Regions from separate parts of the Oryzias latipes genome. Here region 2 is linked to region 1. A link is a contact called in public Hi-C data. All regions are on one chromosome and are shown on one strand. Each heading gives the region's core, a stretch centred on a gene start, on an enhancer-like site or on the middle of the called end of the contact. The rest is flanking DNA. Distances are from core to core; before and after follow the strand shown.

Evidence for each region. Hi-C and Micro-C count contacts between places; a contact is called where the count stands out from the background.
Region 2: a Hi-C map of embryo shows a contact between it and region 1, with 2.1 times the contacts expected there. The contact joins two enhancer-like sites. A contact is called at or near these places in 5 of 5 Hi-C or Micro-C datasets (embryo, fibroblasts and gastrula embryo).

What each region holds. Positions count from the first base shown.
Region 1 is chr7:10,372,959-10,378,437 of ASM223467v1, forward strand. The region is part of intron 4 of rere (arginine-glutamic acid dipeptide repeats protein); the gene reads right to left. Among protein-coding and RNA genes, the nearest start is that of rere, 93 kb to the right of the region's middle. Within about 2 kb of position 3,948, at least 3 of the 8 cell types and tissues checked have an H3K27ac peak or open chromatin away from gene starts, as enhancers often do. A contact at or near this core is called in embryo, where this site is marked.
Region 2 is chr7:10,433,638-10,439,431 of ASM223467v1, forward strand. The region is part of intron 2 of rere (arginine-glutamic acid dipeptide repeats protein); the gene reads right to left. Among protein-coding and RNA genes, the nearest start is that of rere, 32 kb to the right of the region's middle. Within about 2 kb of position 4,109, at least 3 of the 8 cell types and tissues checked have an H3K27ac peak or open chromatin away from gene starts, as enhancers often do. A contact at or near this core is called in embryo, where this site is marked.

The sequences.
Region 1 (5,479 bases), core at 2,698-5,197:
TGGATGATTACAGGAGCATGCATGCAACATCACACAACCACACACGCTCCTCAACGGAGAGCTCTGCTGATGGACTGAGACAAGGACCCCCGAGCAGACATACTGTGTGTGAAGAAATGTGTGCAATGACATCATGCTCCTCCCCCTCCCTCCCAACAGTCATCTCACCCACTCCAACCACTTGTCTGTCTAATGTGCTATTTTGCCTTCTAGATGAACACCAAAGCAGAACGAGCGTTTCTCTCACGCTCATACTAGCAAATCACCTGAACATTTGATTTTTCTGTCTGTAAATTCACTGAACCAAACTGATTTTTTAGAAAAGATCATTATGAGGCTGCAGTGTTTGAAACTAGGAACAGCGGAGACCAAATGTTGCTTCAACAATCCATCTTCTTCAACACGGAGCCGCTCCGAAGCAGTTGGCTGTGATGAAGCTCACAGCAGCGTTAAGTCCTCTCAGGCAAAAGAGGGAGGGAAAAGGAGAGAAACATATGGAGCACGTAGTGGGAGTTAAGCACAGCTTTCAATTATCACAATTCTATAAACATGCGGGGTGAAAAAAAGTACTAGGTAACGGGGAGAAAATGGAAAAATGATAGACAGCTCACACGAAATACGAAAGAAAATGTTGTATTGTGCGAAGCCTCACAAGGAAAATAACAGAGAGAGCATGCCAGAAGCATGATGGTAGACTGATTAAAGATGTTTTATTCAGACTGTGGAAAGCCAAGCAGCACTGAGCCTCGCATAATGTCTAACATTTTTGTTTGTCCCGCCAGAGGCCAAACACGGCTCTGTCCTTCCCTTACTGGGACTCTAAACACCAGGTAGTGTACATGGCAGACAGGCCAAAAGACGCCTTCTAAAGACCAGACGAGAAGAGGAAAACTGCAGTCAGAAGAGGTTGAATTAGGGTTCAAGTGGTGAGATCATTACCACTACTGAGCCTTCACACCAGGACAGTCTGTCTGACTCAGTTCCACAGGGCGAATGCCAAACTATTTCACATCTCCTTGTAGTTTGGTTTGGTTTCACACGTTGCCCCTTTGAGAGCAAAACCAAGCTGCCTGAAACCATCACAGTTACAACAGATGCTGGTTTGGGGGCAGTACTGCTCAAAAATAAACCGCAACCAGCCAGAAATCAAGTATAAAGACAGTCCTCCTAATACAAATCTGACCACTACATATTGACAAGCACATGCCCCTGATCACTACCCGATGTAAACATTTACCAACTTCTATTATTATTCAGACTTCGCTGGATTCACAGTGTGACTGACAGGCTCCAACTTCCACAAATCTAATTTATTTCTCCTCTTTTGGTCGGAATTTCTGTATACAAAGAAGGATTTTTCGCTAAAGTTCAGATGAACTTTTATCAGGGTTGTGTGTCTTTCCCTCTCACAAGATTCCAGACATCTCGAGACATGGTCCAGGAATGTGGCAATTACAGCGCTAAATTATTTTTTTTAACAGAGAAGGTTTTTTTTTTTGTTAACTGGCACATTTTATATTAAGCATCAAAAACAAAATGTCTGAAGCTACATTCACATCGCCATTAGCAACCACTTTCAATTAAAAAAAAAAAGTCTATGAGAACGTACATTAAAGCGCGTTTCGCGCTTTAATGTACGTTCTCATAGTTTTTTTTTTCCGTGTGAAAATAAACCAAACTTTTATAACAATTTTCAGGCTCTAGATACAAAATATGTGGCCATTTAAATGTGCATTAAAAGTCAACCTAGGTCCAACTTGTGCTAGCTAACAGTAGAAAAAGAAAAAGAAGAAGCCCCTCCCTGCTTGTTCAATATGAACACCGTAATGCTAAACGATCATATGTGATGCGCGTCACATGCCTGGTGTGAGCATAGCTTAAAGGACTTGACGGCTCCTAACATTAGAACCTGCCATATTGGATCTTTGAGACTGTTTTGTTCTTTGTGCTTCCAAAAAGGGTTTCCTATTAATTTGGTGCTGTGAAATAAATCATGTTTATGCCCACAACGCACACCCCTGAATGTGGTTCACCTTCAGCCAGTTGGAATGGAGAAGCAAGCTTGTGATTGGAGATCTTTTTGTTTGCATCACATGTACATAAAAAGGCAAAGACAGTAGAAACAGAACAGGAGGAAAAACCGGCAATATTCCCCAGAAACCAATCATTTACTTTCCGATCAATTTGATACATTTTTCACCAACATAATGTTGTTCATTTCTGTGGTTTTTAACTGATACTGCTGCTACTCGTATAACTACATCGATTTTTCGGTACGTATCTGAATCCTTTACATCGCTACTTTTTACATTCGCCAAATGAAGCCGACCTACATCCTCAGACTGGAAGGAGCCTAAAATTACAACCAGCCCTCCTGCTTTACTGAAACCTTCAGGGTACAAAGCCGTCTTCATTCATGAGGTGATATAAACCTAAGAGTGGTGTTTTGGGAATGAACACAATGCCATCTCTTTCCTCCAAATGGCCTGAGGCAAATCTCGAGGCATCAGACAGGTTAAAATACGAGGCAAATATTTAAATGTATTTCTCAACAATACACTATTTTTTCCCTCCCGACTGCTCAATGCATTCATCTACTTGAGAAGTAGCAGAGAAAGGGCATAAAGGCGGAGAGTCAGTTAAATCTGTATCTGACAAGTTAAAGGTGGCCGGCCCCTTGGGTCTATAATAGCTGTGCAGCTTGCTTTGTGTTGCTGCATGCATGTGCAGTCAACTCTAGAGAAGGGGGGCCCTGTGTACATCCACAATACTACAGGGATTGGAAGCAGGAGCTGCTACAAAGGGCAGGCTTCCTTCTACACACAGACGGGTAGAGTACCAGTGCGGTTATTTAAGGGGAGTATTCTGTGAATGTATACACTTAAAAAAAAGGACAGGGTGAGGGATTAGTAGTCTGTTCTCAGCAAGAAGAGAATAAAATCAATATGCCACTTTACAATGTCAAACGAATTTCGCCGCTGAAACCGATCGCTTCTCGCATTTCTGTTTAGGGCAGCAGCCGCAGCAAACTTTCTCTCGTGTCTGTTAACACCGGCCTTTTATAATGTAGTCACTCACTTGGTAGTCGGGAAACAACGTTAAAGTCCCATTCCAAACCCCTTTTGATGTGTTGTAAAAGCGTTCTCAGTTGTCCTTAGATTATGTTTATGCTGTTGGTAACCAAAATTTAAAATAAAAAAAACTGCATTGTTCCCTAGAACATAGTTTCTGCAGATCAGTGGTAGTTCATTTGAAATTTGCCTCCGAGTTGCCTGCACTCGGTTCCCATCATGCCTTTATGTACACTCACTCCAGCTGGCTTATAGCCCCTCACAACCCCAACCTAGCATTACTGGTGCAACAAACATGGCGAGCAATATTGGAGCTATCCAGCCGTACAGTAATGAGCAAAATGTAGACGTTCATGGATCTATTTGTCTGCAAGTGGAACGTATCAGAATGGAGCGGAACAGGGAGCTTGAGGCCTGCCGATAATAGATTTTATGTGACAACTACAAGATTTTTCAAACAGCATTATCCCGTCTGCTCCTGATTCACCATGACTTGAACAAAGAAAAACTTAATTTTCAATATATGTCCTTCATCAAGGGAAAAAATGTTGTTAAACACACCAAAAACAAAATATTTATTAGAGGGAGTCTTTAAAATGTGGCCACTCGTTCGGTAGTGGGGGAACAACATTAACAACCTGCGACTCTCAAACTCTGTGCCCTTTTCCTCTCCTCCTCTGTGAAAGTAAACCAAGTTTGGTCTTTAAACACCGCCAGAGCCTCCAGCTCCCACATGACAGCCCAAGCAGTGCACCTTGTTAACAGGAAACCCCTGTTTATTTTCTCTGCTTTTTAAACACTCTCTTCTTCCTCAGCCAACCCCGTTAGTGGCCCACTCCACCCCCCACTTCCTCTCACTGGGGACAACGCAGACCAGGATCTATGACTTCCTTTAGGAGGTGAAAAGGAGACGTTAGGAATCAGAGGCAGATCTCAAACGTACAAAGGAGATGGTGGAGAATGAGGGAGGGGAAAAGGGAGAGGTTAGGAAAGCGGCAGCTCAGCATTAGAAAGGAATGTACAGCAATTCAGCCAGGTTAGCAGCAAACTGCTTCGTTTGTCAATGTTTCGGGGGCAGAGGAGCCCTTGGGTCTGGCAGATCCGGGTTGAAGGCAGTGTGACATTGACACGAGGGCTGTACGTGGAACCGGGGCGAGGCAGAGTGTGGGAATGCTCACCTTGCTTGTCACAAGGACAGAGCGAGCACAACCAAGAACAAAAGACTGATTGTGGCATTCTGTGGCAAAGATGGGATCTGGGAGGACTAATCTGCTGCTCTGACAAGATAAGATTAGAGAGGTGAGGCAGGAAGAGCTGGCTTGAGAGATCACACACACATATTTGCATTAGCAAAAGCCCACATGCACACGCAGAGAAAGATGATAGATTTGATTGGAGAGGGGTTTTCGCCCCGCTTTCTTTCCGCGTTTTTCATTCAGTCGCCTCCACCGAGCCAGAGATTCCTGCCAGCACTCAATAAGCACTTCCATCTGGACGACAGAACGCACACATACTAAAACCTGCACGCGCGTTTGATGCCGGTGAGGTAAAGGATTTTCTGTGTTCATGCAATCTTTAACATTTCTGATAGGGGAATAAGGAGGGAGTTCAAACGTAATGCCTTCATGCTGTGTGAACACACAGAGATACACACAAATAACAGCCTTTCCCAATGAGCACCACTATTCGTCTCCTGACCCTGCAGAGGAACGAACAGGGCAGGCCAGGCCTCTGCCGTCAGAGGAAGGAGAAAGGATCTCTAAATCCAACTGTCAGAGCCAGCAGAAACAAGATCGGGCCTCATAGCTTGTGGGTTTTACACAGAGTTGCTTGGAGGAAGGTTTGTCTCGAAAGTCTGCCTCACTACGGAACATATAATAACACTCAACAAATGGTGATCACAGTGTTTGTGAGAAGGAACGGTGCAAAGCCAGCTCCCCTGCCCAGCAGCAGAGACAAATGAACAGTGTGGGAGGGAGGAGTGAGGTAAGTCCCAGCTGCAAAGGCGATGCTGGCAGGACCTTGGTGCCGTGGGTGTCATCCTCTCTCTGCTTCCATTTGGCTTGACCTGTTTGGATTTTAAATTGGCACCTTCTGCTCTGGACCCATCTGTCAGCCTCGCTCTATATAGGATTAGGAATGAGTTAATTCAGACTGAGAGGATAGGTTACAATGTTTTCCCATCTCTTAAAAAAACGCAACGATCCCCGCTTTAAAATGAACCTACTTCTCTGTTTAATCAAACCAATAGCACACTCATAAATGTCAGAGGCACAGCTTATTCGGCTGTGGGCAAATTAATAACAGCAATAGATTTAAGAACGTTATGAGGTCCTCTTTATTCTAGCAGCAGGAAATTAGAATAAAAAAAACTAGACAGTAGTCATGTGGCACTCACAGATGATCCT
Region 2 (5,794 bases), core at 2,859-5,358, 61 kb after region 1:
TATGCACCTCCTGGGAAATGCTCAAGAGGGAAGCAACTGGATTCTGTTCCAGCTAGCAGTGCTCATTTGCATTTTTGGATAATGAATTAATTAGTTAACCTTCCTATTAAAAGGCAAGATCAAGCAAGGATGATTTTGTGAGTGCATTATGGATAATTCAGAGGCTAATTTTCAGAAAATACCTCAGAGTTGATCTTATTTTCCAGTTTCATTCTCATTTTTGTTGTTTTTCTAATTAAATTAACAGTTTACAATGTCTTAGCTTTGTCAACGAAACACACTCGAGCTGTAAAAATTGTCAAATGTTCTTTTTATTTCACCAATTGAGCTTCTAAAGCACGAATGTGCATTTGAGCAACCACTCCCAATAAAGCCTCTAAATCCATGTGTTTCAAACTCACATTCTAGCATTGCTATGCAAGTTTCTAGGACTGTTTTCTGGCTCTACATGCAAAACGTGCAGCCATTGAATGAGTCTTTAAAGTTAAATCAGGTGGGTCAGATGCACTGGTAAACAGTAGGAGAAGAAAAGAAGAAGCCCTTCCCTGCTTGTCCAGTGTGAAGACCATGGGCTAAATGAGCATTACAGAATGTGTGTTTAGCACGTTCTTAGACGTGCATCACATGCCTGGTATGAACGTAGCATTAGACCCCTGTCTGAATCCAGTTGATTAAAGCAAGTCTGCTCTTTTTTGCACTAAGGCCAAGCACAGCAGTGGGACAGACAGGCAGTCAGGATCAATAGAAATTGAATTGAGTGTGGTGTGCTGGGGGGGTGGGGGTGGGGGGGGGGCTTCATTGTGCTACATCCCACGTTGGGCTTCTTTCCTTCTGTTGTGGGGGAGTGTGTGCTTTGTGCTGGTAAAACCCTCTTCCAACTCCTGAAGCAAATGTCCTAAGAAGGGCCTACCCCCCCCCCCCCCCCCCCCCCCCCACATTCACAGTAACCTAAAACCCCAGCAGCCAAAACACCTCCTTATCGCACAACATATACATTTCACGAGGTCAGCGTTTATGCTATTTACACAAATGCGCATGAACACAAAGAACCTGCACCTTCTGTTGAGCTACACAGATATTCAAGGAAGCTGTAAATGTACATATCCTCAAGAGTCAAAAGCAGAACCATAAAAATAAAAAATAAATGTAAAGAATTCTGAAACCAACCAAGCCATGCTCCACCATTATCAGCCATAGTGAGGTTTAAGCAGCACAGCAAGTGGAGTGCAGCGAGTCCACTTTTGAGTGCTGTGCAAAGCAAAGCTGGACCGGCTGGTGAGGCTGGCTCCCTTTCCTGGCAGATGAGATCCCATTATCAGGCAAACGAAAAACTCCACCTCCAGGATTTCACAGCTCCTCTGTTTATCACATAGCTCTGTCAAGTTGGGCACCATTAACCGATAATGAAAGAAGACAACCGGTGCAGTTACAAGCAAAGCACTCCACATTCTACAGGCCTAAGCATGTATCTGAGAAGCTGACTGTGTCTATTCAATTCTGTTCAGCATTCAAACAGGCCGTCACAATACCTTTTCCCTAGAGCATCTTTTTTTCTACACTTTTGCGGCTTCAGCCCCTAAAAGATAACAAAGACTTGGTCGTTGTTTTTCAATTTAATGAGAAATTAAATCAAAGAGATGACCTTAAACAAGCATAAAAAACAAAGATCATTGACGGATAAGGAGGAAAAACGTGAAATATGATTAAATATATACCAGCGTTAGTGAACAACAACCATCAAAAGCTCAACAAGCTGCTTTCCGACTCTCCCATTATAGGATTCGGTAGCCGCTCACACTCATTAAAAATGAATACTTAACAAAAGCTGTGGCTGACACAAACTGTTTGCTTTATCCTGATTTCTCCACACTGGAAAAACACAAGCCCCTCAGAGGCAGCAGACAGAGCAAGTAGTGAGAGAAAAAATGCTCGGCAATACAAATAAGTCAGCCAGTAGCTGAAGCAACACAAAAAGTGACACGGATGGCTGAGCCAAGCATGGGAGAGACTTGGCAAGTCTCAGAGGCCTTGGCCTCTTAAGCACTCATATCTAGTAACTTCATTTAATACATTCACCAGGGACGAGCAGGCATGTTAAGGGGAGAAGGGATTGGGGAAAAGAAAAAAAAACACAGGCTTGAAAACCAAAAGAAAGGTTACACTGTGGTGGTGGAGGGAGTGTACTTCAAAAGCTATTGAAGACTTTCTGTGCAGAAACAAGTCAACCCTCCTGCTGTCAAACCACAACAAGAGAAGAAAATGGAGCTCTCTAGATTCAAATTCAAAACATTTGATTCATGTTAAGCACGTATTTCAAAAATAAAAGTTGTATTTTCTCTTGGATTATGGAACTGGGCTTTTCCAGATTGGGCTTTAAAGCAGCCTGTCTGTAACATGCCATGAAGAACAAAGACTCTGTGTGACTGCTGTTAGAAGGTACTGTTCCTCATTCGGAGGGTAGCTCCGCCCCTTTCCCTGCCGGCAGGCGAGGTCGACTTCAAATCATTCATAGCCTTTTTAGCCTTCATGGACTTTTAAGAGGGCACTTTGCAAGTTGGGGGGATCTGAGGAAAAATGGCTTTTTACACAATCAATTAAAACAGACACTGCCCGGAGGGGAGGCAATATAACACTATGCCTCTACAATATCGCAACTACGTAACTCGAGGATATTATGCAATGAAATATGATTATTTTTACGCCTCTGGATGAGAGGATTTAAGGTTTTCAGGGACTGAGAATACCTCCAGCTAAAGTTAAAAATAGAACAAAACAAAAAAAAAAAGACTAAAACTCTCTTGGTAAAACAAAAGGAAACAAAAATGTGAGTTGCCACCTATTGAGTGTTTATTTTCTGTAATTAGATGGCTTAATTGAAAGACCAGAAAGGTTGTTTCGTTGGTCTAGCCTCACATAGGCGTCTGAGCTATTCACAGTCACATTTGGCTGCCCTGCAGCACTCTGAAAAAAAACCAAAACACTTGTGTGCTGCATATGTCTTATCTCCTTTTCTAATCCGCACAAGCCATTAAAAAGAGTGGAACATGCTTGAAGCTGCCATTTGGGTAAAGAACTGCATATTCAGAAATATTTATCTACACAAATCACATGCACTCTGAGGTGAGTGCCACCGGCCAGTAAATGTATAAATGTTCCTAGGAAAAAGAATAATCATTTCCTCCCTGATTGTTCACTAGCAGAGTTTATTAGCTCAACACAAGCTTGAGCAAATTGTGGACAGAAATCTTGACAATTTCTATTAGATTAAAGCTTTCAGAGATGAAGACAAAAAATGCAATGAAAGAATGAAGCGGTCTGTGAATGTTTCTAAAAGTAGAAAGAAAATTGACACAGCAATCACAAACAAAGCACTTGTCTAAAATACTTCAGATGTACCAAGCTCCTGATTTTCCAGACATTCTTGAAGCTCTCACATGGACTGTCTGTGTCTGATTCACTGGGCCAAACAAGGCCTCATTCATCTGAATAAAAGAGCAGTTCAGGCTGGTGTGGCTGCTCCGAGAACAGGCTCCGAGGAATGAGGCTGGATTTCCAGGAGAGCCGCCGACAAACACAGCAAAAGTGGAAGTTTACATTCTAGCCAAGTCTTTTTGTGAACTAAGGCATAGTAACATAAACAAACAGTACGCGTGGCTGATGATAAGGCCTGGAAGCAGTCGGCAAAGCTCTCCTTCTGAGGAGTGGTGCTGGGATTCGGGTGCTGTCAAAGCATAAGAAAACAACTGTGCTGAACACAGAACGGGCTGGCAGCTGGGGAGTCTAAGTATTATGTGGTTGCTGACTAAGATAATACACTCAGCGACTACTTTCCATACAGGACACGTTGTCTCACCTCCACACAAGTGCCACCCTGTGGCCAATGAGCTCTGTTGCAGCTTGATTGTGATGGGGGAAGGGGGGGTAACTGCAGCTCATAATGTGAGAAACTTAAAATGAAGCATCCCCCCCATACACATAACAATTTATGGCATGAATGCTCAATATGGCAGAGAATTCTGTGCCCCGTTCCCCTCCAGTACCATTGCACATTGAGAAATCAATTACTGTCCTCTTGCTACAGATGGGCACTCCGTGTGTAAGCTAATGATTCAGCCTTCCACTTTACAGAGCAACTACAATAAGCAAATCCAATGTAGGTCAGATGAACGGCGATCTCAAGTCATGCTGGTACTTTTTTTCCCCTTTGTGTTTTCACCTCACTTTGTGATATAATAGCAAACAGAAGTCATCTCAAAGGCAGTTGTATGGTTAGCGTGTCAGTACTGGGTGCTGTGGGTGGGTGGGGGGGGACGTGTTATTTAAAGAGACAGCGCACAGTGGATTCGCTGAGGCTGTGTTATGAGATTTGACTGTGGGAGCAAACGCTCATTTATAATAGTCTGTGTGCAGTCAGAGCAGACAGTTTGGAGATCAACACTGAGGTCAAGAGAAGCCACTTAGCTGTGCTTTGGCCTTCCAACCCCTAGAGCGTTCAGTATCAACTATTACACTGTGGAAGTGGGTTTTCAAAAAAGCTGTGGTTGCTGCAGGAGACCTTTACATTTAGTAATTAGTGGTGTCTGAAGCTGCAAAATTGACCAGCAGTAGGTAGATTGAAATAGCAATACTCTATTACTGTTTTTTTTTCCAAAACAAAAGCATCCACCTTGAACAATCATTTTTGTTTTGAGCACCAGCTACCTCAAACCGCCATTTTTCACACCTTCACATATTTTCACAACAGTTTAGTTGCATCACTTTACAGCTACTGCCATGGCACTGAGAAAGAATTCATGCACTAATAATACTATGTGATTTCACCCACGACAACATACATGGCAAACTACATTAATAAAGCTGCTCTTCTCTTCCTGGAATAAAAAAAAAGAATTAGCCCAGAATTAGCCCACAATAACTGCATTTCAACCACAAAATAATTCCTAATCCACATACATTTACTGCACGATGCACAATGTGTGTGTGCATTAGTATGTGGGGGAGTGTGTGAGCGTTTCTCAGAGGTGAGAGTGCATGAAAGAGATAGCGACCCGGTGGGAGAGAAATGGGTAGGTGAGAGGCAGGAAAATGTACAAATCGGAGATTGAGCAGAAAGGCAATATGAAATGCTGTGTGGTAACTGTCTTCATAACAAAGAGGGTGGCATTGATAGAGTAGGCTTCGGGCAGTTTTAGCTCCTCAATCTTGCTGATGGAAGACGAATGAGAAAAAAGAAAGATGGGCTGAGTGAGGGAAAAAAGGAGAAAAATAAGGAGGAAAGGAGGTTGTGGATTTCTACCCACCTGCTGCTGATGTGTGCAGGAAGAGAAAGATGCAGCCTCCACAGAGGCCACGGCAAACCAATTACTAAACTCATTTAGTGGCCCGCTTCAGTCCTAAGCTTTAAATAGAAGCAGCACTTTTGAATCAAGATTTGATATTTATCTACTCTGGTTGCCATTCAGGCGGATTCACACACTTTATTATTATTTTTTTAAGCATTGAAACAAAGTGGAAACAAAAGCATTAAACTACATTTACAATTATTTTAGCTTTGCCCTTTTTGCAAAACTGCAAACAAAGAAAGTAAAGCAAACGCAAGAGACAACATTTAAATGAATATAAAATAGGTCTGGAGTAAAAATTGATTAATTCAAGAGTCAATCTTGACAGATTTCTATATGTAAAAGTGGTTTAATTCATTACTTATTTTTTAAATCCAATTGATTCACATTTTTAGAAAAATCTTTAACATTAAGATGCATTTTGTTCAGGTTTTAACAAAGTAATTTATAAC